3 separate regions of the Mus musculus genome follow, and all the other regions are linked to region 3. Evidence: chromatin contacts called from public HiChIP or PLAC-seq and Micro-C data. All regions are on one chromosome and are shown on one strand. Each heading gives the region's core, a stretch centred on a gene start, on an enhancer-like site or on the middle of the called end of the contact. The rest is flanking DNA. Distances are from core to core; before and after follow the strand shown.

What was found. A called contact is a pair of places that touch in the nucleus more often than the background predicts. HiChIP or PLAC-seq counts read pairs in DNA pulled down with a chosen protein or histone mark.
Region 1: a Micro-C map of embryonic stem cells shows a contact between it and region 3, with 22 times the contacts expected there. The contact joins the promoter of Lmx1b here to the promoter of Prdm12 in region 3. A contact is called at or near these places in 4 of 39 promoter capture datasets (embryonic stem cells and hippocampal neurons), 14 of 484 Hi-C or Micro-C datasets (embryonic stem cells and epiblasts), 3 of 115 datasets of contacts at active chromatin or transcription factors (all in embryonic stem cells) and 2 of 9 other capture datasets (embryonic stem cells and embryonic tail).
Region 2: a contact with region 3 is called in an H3K27ac HiChIP or PLAC-seq map of embryonic stem cells, with 19 times the contacts expected there. The contact joins the promoter of 6530402F18Rik here to the promoter of Prdm12 in region 3. A contact is called at or near these places in 2 of 484 Hi-C or Micro-C datasets (both in embryonic stem cells) and 1 of 115 datasets of contacts at active chromatin or transcription factors (embryonic stem cells).

The regions. Positions count from the first base shown.
Region 1 is chr2:33,639,468-33,642,830 of GRCm38.p6, reverse strand. Lmx1b (LIM homeobox transcription factor 1 beta) reads left to right here and starts at 1,733. Exons shown (of 8, transcript NM_010725.3): 1 at 1,733-2,389; 2 at 3,156-3,342. The coding sequence starts at 2,233. Gm39790 (a long non-coding RNA gene) reads right to left here and starts at 3,170. Exons shown (of 3, transcript XR_866136.3): 1 at 2,884-3,170; 2 at 2,601-2,761; 3 at 2,360-2,452. C130021I20Rik (Riken cDNA C130021I20 gene) reads right to left here and starts at 1,638. Exons shown (of 3, transcript NR_046275.1): 1 at 1,487-1,638; 2 at 1,230-1,355; 3 at 1-704.
Region 2 is chr2:29,251,347-29,254,681 of GRCm38.p6, reverse strand. It overlaps 6530402F18Rik (RIKEN cDNA 6530402F18 gene), which reads left to right and starts at 1,689. Exons shown (of 2, transcript NR_029460.1): 1 at 1,689-2,217.
Region 3 is chr2:31,638,077-31,641,648 of GRCm38.p6, reverse strand. Prdm12 (PR domain containing 12) reads right to left here and starts at 1,612. Exons shown (of 5, transcript NM_001123362.1): 1 at 1,328-1,612. The coding sequence starts at 1,550.

The sequences.
Region 1 (3,363 bases), core at 484-2,983, 2.0 Mb before region 3:
TACACCTTCACGAGGACACACACAAAGACGTGTAAAAAACATGACATAGAAGCACGAGAGACGTGTACCGAAAACACACACACTCATTGCCTGGAAAGACGTAAGGACACACAAACACAAAATGTATGTGCACAGGAATACGGGTGCACACGTTCTCAATAGCTTCCGCGAGGCGGGAGCGCGGACACACACAGACACACTCCGATACCCACCGACACACACGCAGGTACTGGGGTGGGGCGGTGACCGCTAATCCTCCACAAAGCCGGGCCCCTCCGGGGGGCCCCCCCAGCACAGGGGGCCACTTCTGACCAAGCCTCCCTCAGGCTCCAAATCTGATCCGCCCTCTCGCCTCTAGCGGGGTCAGGGGACCCGCCCTCCGAGCCCTCCATCCCCTCCCGGCTTCGCGCCGCTGCTCCACAGCCGGAGGGGCCAGGGCCGCCCAGCAGCAGCTCGCAGGGGCTGTTAACTCCTGCCCTGGGACCGCACCATCCCTCCTGCTATTCCAGGACGAAACCCGCGCGGGAGTGGTGGGGCCGAAGGTACCCTGTTTCCCGATGCGACGTCTTCTAGTTTTCTCGCGGATGTCTGGCCGGATGCACCCAGGAGTCTCCAGCTGCGTGCCGCTGGCCTTGCGTTGCCCGCTGTCGAGGCCCACTTTGCCAAGGGTGGCCAGCGCTCAGTCTCTAACCCTGGCCAGGTCCCTTAGCCACAATGAAAGGGCACCGATTTCAGAGGTCACACAGATTTCCTTAGAACGACTGTACCCATGCCGTTCCAGGCCTCCACCCCTAGATCTTGAGGACACCACTTCTTACCTGCCCCTCATACTCCAAGCCTTGGGAGGCCCAGCCTTCGCCCACTGACCCCGGCCGGGAACAAGATATCTTTCCGAGCCCTGTTGACCCTCTTAACACTCTCTTGGTCTCAACCCGGGCCTGACCGTCCTCTTTCACCCAAGATCTCCCATTCTGGCTATGAGAGCCCCCTCAACTCATTCCCCCGCCCTATTTCTGCCAGGCCTGGGCTTTTTGGGACTACTTACTCAAACTACAGCCCTTACACCCCCTCCCCAGGTCAGGGTTCCCTTTGGCGAGTCCGGGGCCAGCGGTTCTTGCTTACATTTGATGTTCCCCATCCCTCGACCCTAGGAGCCCTCTCAGCACACCAGGCTGTCCGGTGCAGGCCCCGCCTCCCGAGGGGACACCAACTCAGACCCTGCGACCTACCTTAGACTACGAGTCCGGGTTTGGGCCAGCCGCTCCCGCCTGGCGCTGTCCCCTGGAGAAGTCGCTGCGTTCCCCGCCGTCCTCACAGTCTGGCCTCGCTTGGGGCCACTCCTCTGAGCGCTGGAGCTTAAAAAAAAAACAACAAAAATATTAATAATAAAAAAGGCAAGAAAGAAAAAAAAGAAAGCCTGATTTCCCCAACTCCCAAATCAATTTTTCAAGAGGGGTGGGGCACAGGATTTGTTTCGATGGCTAACCAAACTTCTGCCAATGGTGGACAGGATGGTCGCCTGGATTCAGGGCGCGGCACGGGGTGCAGGACGGGGGCTAAGGGAGCCCTCCCGCAGGGAGGGGGGGAGGCGACGGCACTATTTGACGTGGAGCAGCCGGCTCATCCCGGCGCAGTGATACGAGGCGCACCAATGAGTTCAAATGTCAGGAAGTTTGAGGAGGGGTGAGGCGGCTCGGGGCCGGAGTATCCCTCCGCCGCCAGCCCCAGCTCTAAACCGAGCGGCTCCTCGGGCGCACCATGGCACTGGAGTAGTGCGGGGAGCGCGCCTGGAGCCCCGCGGCCTGCTGCGCCCCGCCCGGGACCCTGCTGCGACGCCCGCGCCCCCCCAGCCCGCGGGGCCGCCCCTGCACCCCCGCCCCCTCCCCCGCCCGCCGCCGCCGCCGCCGCCTCCTCCTACTCCTCCGGGCGGCTCCGCGTGCCGCCCGCTGCTGCAGCCGGGACCCGGGGCTGACAAGCAGGTGACAGGCGAGCAGCGAGTGCGCGTGGCTGCGAGTAGCCGGTAGAGAGCGGCGCGCGGGGCTGCCAGCCGCCCGGGCCCTCCCGCACGACGCCGGGGCCCGGGGCCAGCGCGCCGCCGCTCCACGCTCGCCCCGGGGCAGCGGGCGGCCCCGACCCCGCGGGCGCCGCGCCTCCCCGGCTGCAGCGGAGCGGGCGGACGGGCCGGAGGGTGAGCGGCCCAGCCGGCGGGGTCCGCAGCGCGCCGGGCGTCCCATGGATATAGCAACAGGTCCCGAGTCGCTGGAGAGGTGCTTCCCTCGCGGGCAGACGGACTGCGCCAAGATGTTGGACGGCATCAAGATGTTGGACGGCATCAAGATGGAGGAGCACGCCCTTCGCCCCGGGCCCGCCACCCTGGGGGTGCTGCTGGGTGAGTGCTGGGTCGCAACGCTCGAATAGTGCGGGTCAGGGGGTAGGGTTGTCCGTCGTGCCGCTGTGGATACCGGCGTGAGGGGCAAAGAATAAAGAAAATAGGTTTTCAGGACGTGGGGAGGGGGTCCGGACCCCTGGAATGACCACCGGAGGGGTAACAAGCACACCGAGACAGAGCTCCCTGAGGGGAAAACGTTCAGGGACGTCACCTAGACAGAGGACTGAACAGCCTCAGCCGTCACTCACACCGTCCTCTCCGGGTCTGGGTTCTAGTGCTGCTACACTGGACTGAGCTGGGGTGGGAAGCGGGTGGCAGGGATGCTGGAGAACCAAGTTGTCTCCTTAGAGCCCGGGAGAGAGGCCAGGTCACCTGGGGAAGGGGAGCTTTTAGAAGAGAAAACTATCCCCGGGTCTATCCCAACCGCGGTTCTTGGGGTAGAAGGTTCCAACAGCATCGTGGGGCGTGTCAGCCAGCGAGTGTCCTGGCCTCACCTCGCTGGTTGGGTTCCAGCCGGCCACCCCGCGCGGAGCTCCTTCTCGTTGGTAATAACACCATCCGCTGGATCTCCGCGAGCGGGGAGAGCGCAGCGCCCAGCCAAGGCTGCAGGCCCTCGGCCTCACGGCGCCCCAGCTTACGGAAAGGAGCGTGCTGTCTAGGGCTGCCGGGTCTCTGGCTCGCCGGCTGGGGTCCTCAGGCGACGGGAGGCGCTCCGGGGCTGGGCCAAGCGGCGCTGACGGCCCGGCTCTCGCCCTGTGCGCTGCAGGCTCCGACTGCCCGCATCCCGCCGTCTGCGAGGGCTGCCAGCGGCCCATCTCCGACCGCTTCCTGATGCGAGTCAACGAGTCGTCCTGGCACGAGGAGTGTTTGCAGTGCGCGGCATGTCAGCAAGCCCTCACCACCAGCTGCTACTTCCGGGATCGGAAACTGTACTGCAAACAAGACTACCAACAGTAAGCGCCTCTCGCCCTCCT
Region 2 (3,335 bases), core at 440-2,939, 2.4 Mb after region 3:
GGATAGGAATATGTGTGTATTAGGGGAGAGGACATTGGCCTGCATCTGCTTTCCTGGACAGCTTGGTGGGGTGGCCCTTCTTTGAAATCTGAGGATGTGTTCAAGTTGGCACTCAGAAAAGAAAGGTCTTGCCAGTCACACTCGACAGACAGGGAAACTGAGGCTCTGAAAGAACTTGTGTCATGCCACAAATAATCCAGCAAGCCAGTCAGTGGGGGAGCATCCAATTAAGAACATGAAGATCCATCTCCCAAACCAAAATCTTACTTAGTTGCATGACCTTGGCCAAGCCACTTAAGGTCTCTAAACTCCAAGTTGAGGTTAAGTCACACAGCTTGGGGAAGAACTAGGGACCAGTGCACACAGGCCACTTTGCATGCAGTCTGACATGAAAGGCACTCTATAAATTGTTTGTTATTATTATCATCATCATTATTACCAATGACAATCTTTAATTCTTCATTTCCTGCTTGCTTTGTCACAAAATTCCAAATGTTATAACCAACAGAACAACCCTCTGTTAAGATTTAGGGGGAGATGTTGGGAGTAGGGAAGGGTTAAAGTGGGTGTGAGTGGAGGCAGTGGGGTGGGGGCTGAGGTACAAGCCAACCTAGTGACACCCTCTGTGACCTTGGACCAGTCTCTCTCTCTCTCTCCCTCTCCCTCTCTCTCTCTCTCTCTCCCTCTCTCTCTCTCTCTCTCTCTCTCTCTCTCCCCCCACCCCACCCCCTCTAGGTCCTTTGTTCTTGATGCATCCAAATGACATCTCCGTAAATACTGCAGCAAGAACCCACCCAAAGGGGACCAGGAGCACCCCCAAAAGACCCACAAAGCGCCCCTGGGAATACCAGGAAGCACTCTTACAGCCTGCACACAGCCTGGCAGGAAGCCTCCAGGGGGCTGAAGAGAGCACAGGGCTGTCCTAGGGCAGTCAACTCAGTGGCCTCTGCCCGGCATCTGCTGGAGTCCTCCCACGTGGTCCTCCCAGGCCTGCCCCAGGAAGGCAGAGAGCTCCTTAGCAAAGGCCCTCCTGCCCCCCTACTCTGCGCTCCCTGCAGAGCTGGCTTGGCTTCTCCGTCAAAAGCAGGGCCCATCAGGCTGGAGGCGGCGATGTGTCAGCTGGTATTCATGCTTTGGTTGTGCGCTCAGAGCGCTCCCCCTCCCCAGCTCCCCAAATCCACCCACCCACCCCTTTACCCACTGCTCAGGGCCTTCTGGGTGGCAGCGCTTCACACAGAGAGAAAGAGACAGAAACCGAGGAGCAGCAGCCTAGAGCCCTGGCTGTGGGGGGTGGGGGCTGACTCACTTGGCCCCCTCCCTGGTGCCGATGGGGCAGCCCCCACACCCCTGGGCGCTGGCACCGAGTCAGGCCCCACAGTTGGGAAGAAGGGAGATGCAGCTCCGCTGTGCCTGACCCGAGTCCGCTGAGGATGCACCCCGAGCTCAGGGACCGGTTGGTCCTCGGGCCGACAGGCGATGTGTAGGCAGCGACCCCCCACAGCAGGCTCACTCCGGCGGCCGCCTGCTGGGGCCACCCTGGCCGCGGGCCCGCCGGGACACCCCTGTTCGCCGCGCCCCTCCCCGGGCCGAGCTCGTCCCCGGAGCCTCGCAGTATTTCCTTCCTGCACCTTTAAGAAGACCGTTGCTCCGTGGTGGGATGGTGTGTTAAAGCCACACAGAGGAAGTTACGCAGCCCGGATCAGACCGGGAGATAAAAGCCCCGATGGTGACCGTGAGTGATGGCAAGAGGATTTAGCCTCGGCATTAACTTGGAGCGGAGTGCAGGGGGGCGGTGAGGCGCCCCGCCATCTGGCCGGCGCCGCGCCAGGGGGATGTTCAGGCGCCTGGACCAGCAGCGGCGAAGCCCACCCAGGCCAGGGGCTGAGTGGGGCGCGCGTGCAGGTTCTCCCCTGGCTGCCCAGGGGGCCCCAAAAGTTTGCACTTGTTAACAGCGACCTCCCGATCGGCCCGGGAGGGCCATGCAAGCCGCGCGGTTGGCCCCCTTCCCTGGCCCGCGTCTCCGGGACGGCTGCGGGCGGGCCCCCCGGCGGCCCGAGGGTTCCCCAGCCCAGATCTGAGGGTGGCCACCGCAGCGGCGGCGCGGGGCAGGAGTCTCCAGCTCTCAACCCTGCGGCCCGTGCGCCCACCCAGCACCAGCCAGAGGGTGGCGGTCTCCGGCCTCTCGGGGCTCGCTCCGGGAAGCTGCTCCGAGCCCGGGTAAGGCGAGCGGGGAGCGCCGGGGCGGCGGGCGGGGACGGAAGCGCCGCAGTTTCGCCAGGGTGCTTTCATTTTGAAAAGGCTTCGGCGACGGTGCCAGTTCTCCCCGGACCAGGGAGTCACTCGGAGCCTCCTAGCCGAGGTTCGGACGCAAAGTTATCTGGTGGCGGCTGCTACTAAAGGAGGGCTGGAGCCGCGGAAGAGGGGTGTGTGTGCGCGCCGGGTGCAGCATCTTTAAGAAGTAGAGTAGCTAGTCTTCTCTCTGGGCTCCCCGCCACCCAGCTCGTCTTTTTCTATCCGAGCGCCTGTGTGGGGAGGGGATGGGCTGTTGCAATAACGCTGCTTACTCGTGTCTATGAAAAGTAAATTAACCCTTCTCCGCCGGCGCTCCCCTCCCTAATTTAGTCTCCTCTGGGCTCTAAAGGCGCAAGGAGAACTCTTGGCCAGTCAGGTTAGAAACTTCTTTCGGTGCTGTGGAGGGGGTCGGCAGGCGGAGAAGGGGGCTCCACCACCGTGGAGAGTCGCACTCCAGGGAGAGCAAAGACGGGAAGTGGACCTCCAGATCTCGGGTCCGCCCGTTTCGGAGTAAGTTGCGGGTCTTTGCTGGGGGATGGCGGCGACAGGGTCTCCGCGGAGCAGCGCCGGGAAAAAGAATGCGAATAATTCCCTGGAGCTTTGCTCGGTGTCTTTTAATTAAGGGAGGCGATGTCAAATGAGGGGGCAGCCTGGATGCTAGCCTGGCCTTTATTAAAGGCGTGATTATTAATTGCGCCGGTGGTTTGCACCGAACTTCGGAAAGGCAAAACGCAGCGGCGGTTTGTGCTCTATGTGCGGTGCACGCCACTGTCTACGCGCCCGAGCTCAGCGCGGACTCAGCCAGACTCCTGGGTGTCTGCGGGCCTCAGGCTAGCCCCGCCCGTCCTCAGGGACCTACACGAGGCGGCCTCAGCTATACGTCCTCAGAGCTGGGTGTTCTGCCCCGCCCCCAAGAGCCCAACTTTTTGGGGCCCTCCCAGCCGCTGTGAGGGTGACAGGGAGAAACCAGAGTCTGGAGAAAGCTCCCTTCCCAGAACTGGGGACACCGGGACACCCGAACCCGAACGTCCACCAAGGCAGCG
Region 3 (3,572 bases), core at 363-2,862:
ACTCGATCAGCACTGGGGACAGATCCCTAGTTTGAAAGGTGGCACCCGCGCAAAAGAAACACTTGCTTCTACTCACTAAACTCTGAGGCAACACACACACACACACACACACACACACACACACACACACACACACACCCCTCCCCCGTGATCTTCCCTGGCACGCCAGTATACCTCTCTCCTCCCAAGTTCTAGAGTGCCAGAAAGGGCGGCACCCGGATCAGGCGAGCTCTGAAGTCGTTTTAATGGGCGAGGAAGAACCAGCGGTCCCTAACCCCGAGAGGATCCCCGGTGGGGCCTCTGCGGCAGGGGTGGGAGCGTTGAGGCACACAGGGGCGGCCTCCATGTCTTACAAGGTTCCCCTCTAAGCTACCTGGGAAAATACCCGGCGAGCCGGCCGGCTGAAAGGGGGGGTTAAACGGTGTCCATTGCGGAGCGGCCGGCAATTTGTCACGCTGTTAAAGTGATCGCATTCATTCGGTTCCATTCGAAAGAAATTGCTAATTCTAAATTCATTAGCCCTGGAAGAAAGCTGTAGCAGTAAATTGTATCTCAATGCGGAGGGGACTTGTTTAAAAGGGGCCGAGGAATTCCCCTTACAAAAAGGCAGGATTAGATGGTTGACATAGCGTGAATGGAAGTGGAATTAGTCTTCACGGTAAATTAAGAGAGGAACAGCGATCTTAAAGGGGAAGAGAGGGCGTCGCTCAGAGACGCCAGCGCTGGGGAAAGATATTGTTTGCGGGGTGACGAATGAGGAATAAGAACTTGAGACATCTTAAAGAAAAGAAACTTTCTTCGCTCTCTTTCTCTCCCTCGCTCTCTGCGGCTTTTTCTCTCCGGCCTGCCCGCCCTCCGCCCCTTCCCGGCCCCGGCTGTCTTTTAAAGTTTGTGGTTTAAGTGGGAACTTTCGCGGGTCAAGCCCAAGTTAACCAAATGAATTTAAAACCCCTTCTTTTTGAGTCAACTGCTATTACACGCCCAGTAAGGCTTTTAATGCCAGGAAACCGCCAGCTCCAGGCTGGAGGATGGGGTGGGGAGAGACGACACAGGAGAGCCCGGGCTGACCGAGGTAAGTCGCTCCGGTCGTTGGGATCTGGTCCCTGAGCCTCCTGCATTCCTACATGCCTCTTCTCTGCTTCCATGAGGCCGTTGCAACCCAGGTTGGACCCACGAAAAAACTGAGGTGCGCTGATTAGGGAGAGCGCATCCTGGCTGGGAGCGGCAGCCCCAGCCCCTGTGTTCCCCATCTGGACCCGTGCCGCTAACCTGAGAATTGGGGGTAGCCAGGAAGAGCGAAGGAGTGGAGCCCCGACGGCACACTCACCTCCTGAGAAGGACTGCGCCAGGACCTCGGCCGTGAAGGCCGTTTTTGGGCTGGCGTGGTGGCTCTTGTCTTCCAGCAGCTGTTCGCCTAGCACGTTGCGCCATCGGCCATATAAGAAACTGTGCAGGATGTCGGAGGTGATGACCTCTGCCAGCGCCAACCCCGGAGCCTTCAGCCCTGTTTTGAGCACCAGGGCCTCAGCTGGGAGCACAGAGCCCATCATGGGCGGCGGAGGGCTCGCCGCGGGCGCCGAAGGACGGCTAGGTGGACTCCGGAGAGGTGGGCAACGAAGAGGGGTCAAAGGAATGAAAGGAGAGGAGGGTGACACAACACGAGGGAGGAGGAGGAAGAGGAGCAGGAGGAGGGTGCACTGGGGAGTGCGTGGCAAGAGATGGCTGGGAAGACAGGGAGCCAAACCGGAGATTCACAAAATCTGCAGAGATGGCAGAGGCAGCACGGAGGGCTGGAAGTCCGCGGGTGGAGACAAGGGTGGATACCAGGAGGGGTGCGGGAAGGGTGGGCGGCGGGTGGCTGTAGAGAGACAACGACCAAGGACTCTCGGTTTCCCACTAGCCTTCTATACACCCAGCCAGGACCGTCCTCCCCTTAGCAAAATCTCAGCTCTTTTATAGGAGCTGCAGTGACCCTCCTAATTGGTTATTAATGACCCCCTGACGTCGAAGGACAGACTTGTACCCGGCCAGGCTCGAAGGAGCCTTCACCGACAGCGCGAGGGGCGGGGGCAGCGTGCGGACCGCTCAGAATAGTCTCCCTCTGCTCCTCCCTCCCCCCAGCCTTCCTCCTCCTCCCCCTCCTCCTCTTCTCCCCGTGGGAAGCTCCAGGCAGGGAGGGAGGCTCAACTCGCGGCCCGGAGCGAGGAAGGGGGGTGGGGGGGGACGGGTGTTGAAGTAGGGGATGCTGCGCAGCGAGGCTTGCCTTTACTCCCGGGACTAGACTGAGAAAGAGGGGGCGTATGGCTGCAAACCCCGCGGGTCCCCATGCTCACCCGGGCTAAGCAAGATCCTTGATCACTGTGGATCCCAAGCTAGGCCTTCACCTTCCTAGCTCTGCGGGCCACTCCCAGAGCTGCCGGTGCTTTGCCTATCTCCTTAACCAAGCCCAGTACTCTGTCCGATCCCCACCTCTCCTTCGTCCCACACCCTCTGCTCTTTAGAGGCTTCACTCCTTAAGCTGCGGTGGCAACCCGGACAGCTTGGGAGATGCAGATCTCTTGCGCTGGCAGCGCTACCCAAGCGGGCGCTTCGTCCTAAACGGGCTCCCCAAGAGCTCTGCTCGCTGCGCACAGCCAGTGTAAAACTTCCGTCACCAGCACAGAGGGCTGCTGAGGAGTCGCCGTCGGGGCTGGATCTCACCTACCATAGAAAGGTTACCAGCCCTAGGAGTACTAAGTTGGGGTGGGGAGTATTGAAAGGTCATCAGATACTCACATCTGTGGAATACCCTAGAGCAATGCAAGATGGGAATTGCAGACACCCAAAATGCCTCTGAAATTGCGGACGGCCCAGGGCAAAGCCATCTGCTGGGCCCTGCTTTGGAATCAGTCTACTGGGATTTCAACCTAGGAAGCCACCAGACGTTCCTCTTTCTTTTTGGTCTCTTAATGATGATTCTTTCTTTCCTGGCTCCTTTCTCTTCCTTCCTTCCCCCTTCCCGCTCTCCCCCTCCTCCAGTGGATTCTGTATAGTCTTTCCAAGGTACCTGGGAGCCAGCTCCACACCTCTTCAGAAACAGTTGCTAAGTCGGGAAGATCACGGCTTCCTGTGTGCACCGAAGTCTCCTGGATAGCCTTAAGACTGCCCCCACACCTTCAGCTCCAGAAACGTTGGAGCGGCTTTGGGCACACCTCACTCAACAGCCTAAGTCCTCAGAGCCCCCTCCCCTACTCCCGCTGCAATTTCAGGTGACGCAAAGGAAAGTTCCGCAGCCCTGGAGGCTGGTTTGTGTGAGTTCCCGTGTTAGGGCTCCACTGTACAGTGAAGACTCTTCAGGCCTTCGAAGCCCTGTGACTTGGGCGTGGATAGCGCTGGCAGCTCGGGACTGAGATTTGACCCACGAATCAGATTCTAATGCCGCTAGGAAAAGAACCCTTTCCATCACCAGCTCCTCAGAGCTAAGCTTGCCTCGCTCTTGGCAACCATGGGATCCCAGGTCTATATAAGCCCTAGTCGGAGCCAGTGGTCTGGCATCCTCAGCCCGGCAGGCGGGAGACTAAAGCGCCAAGCCG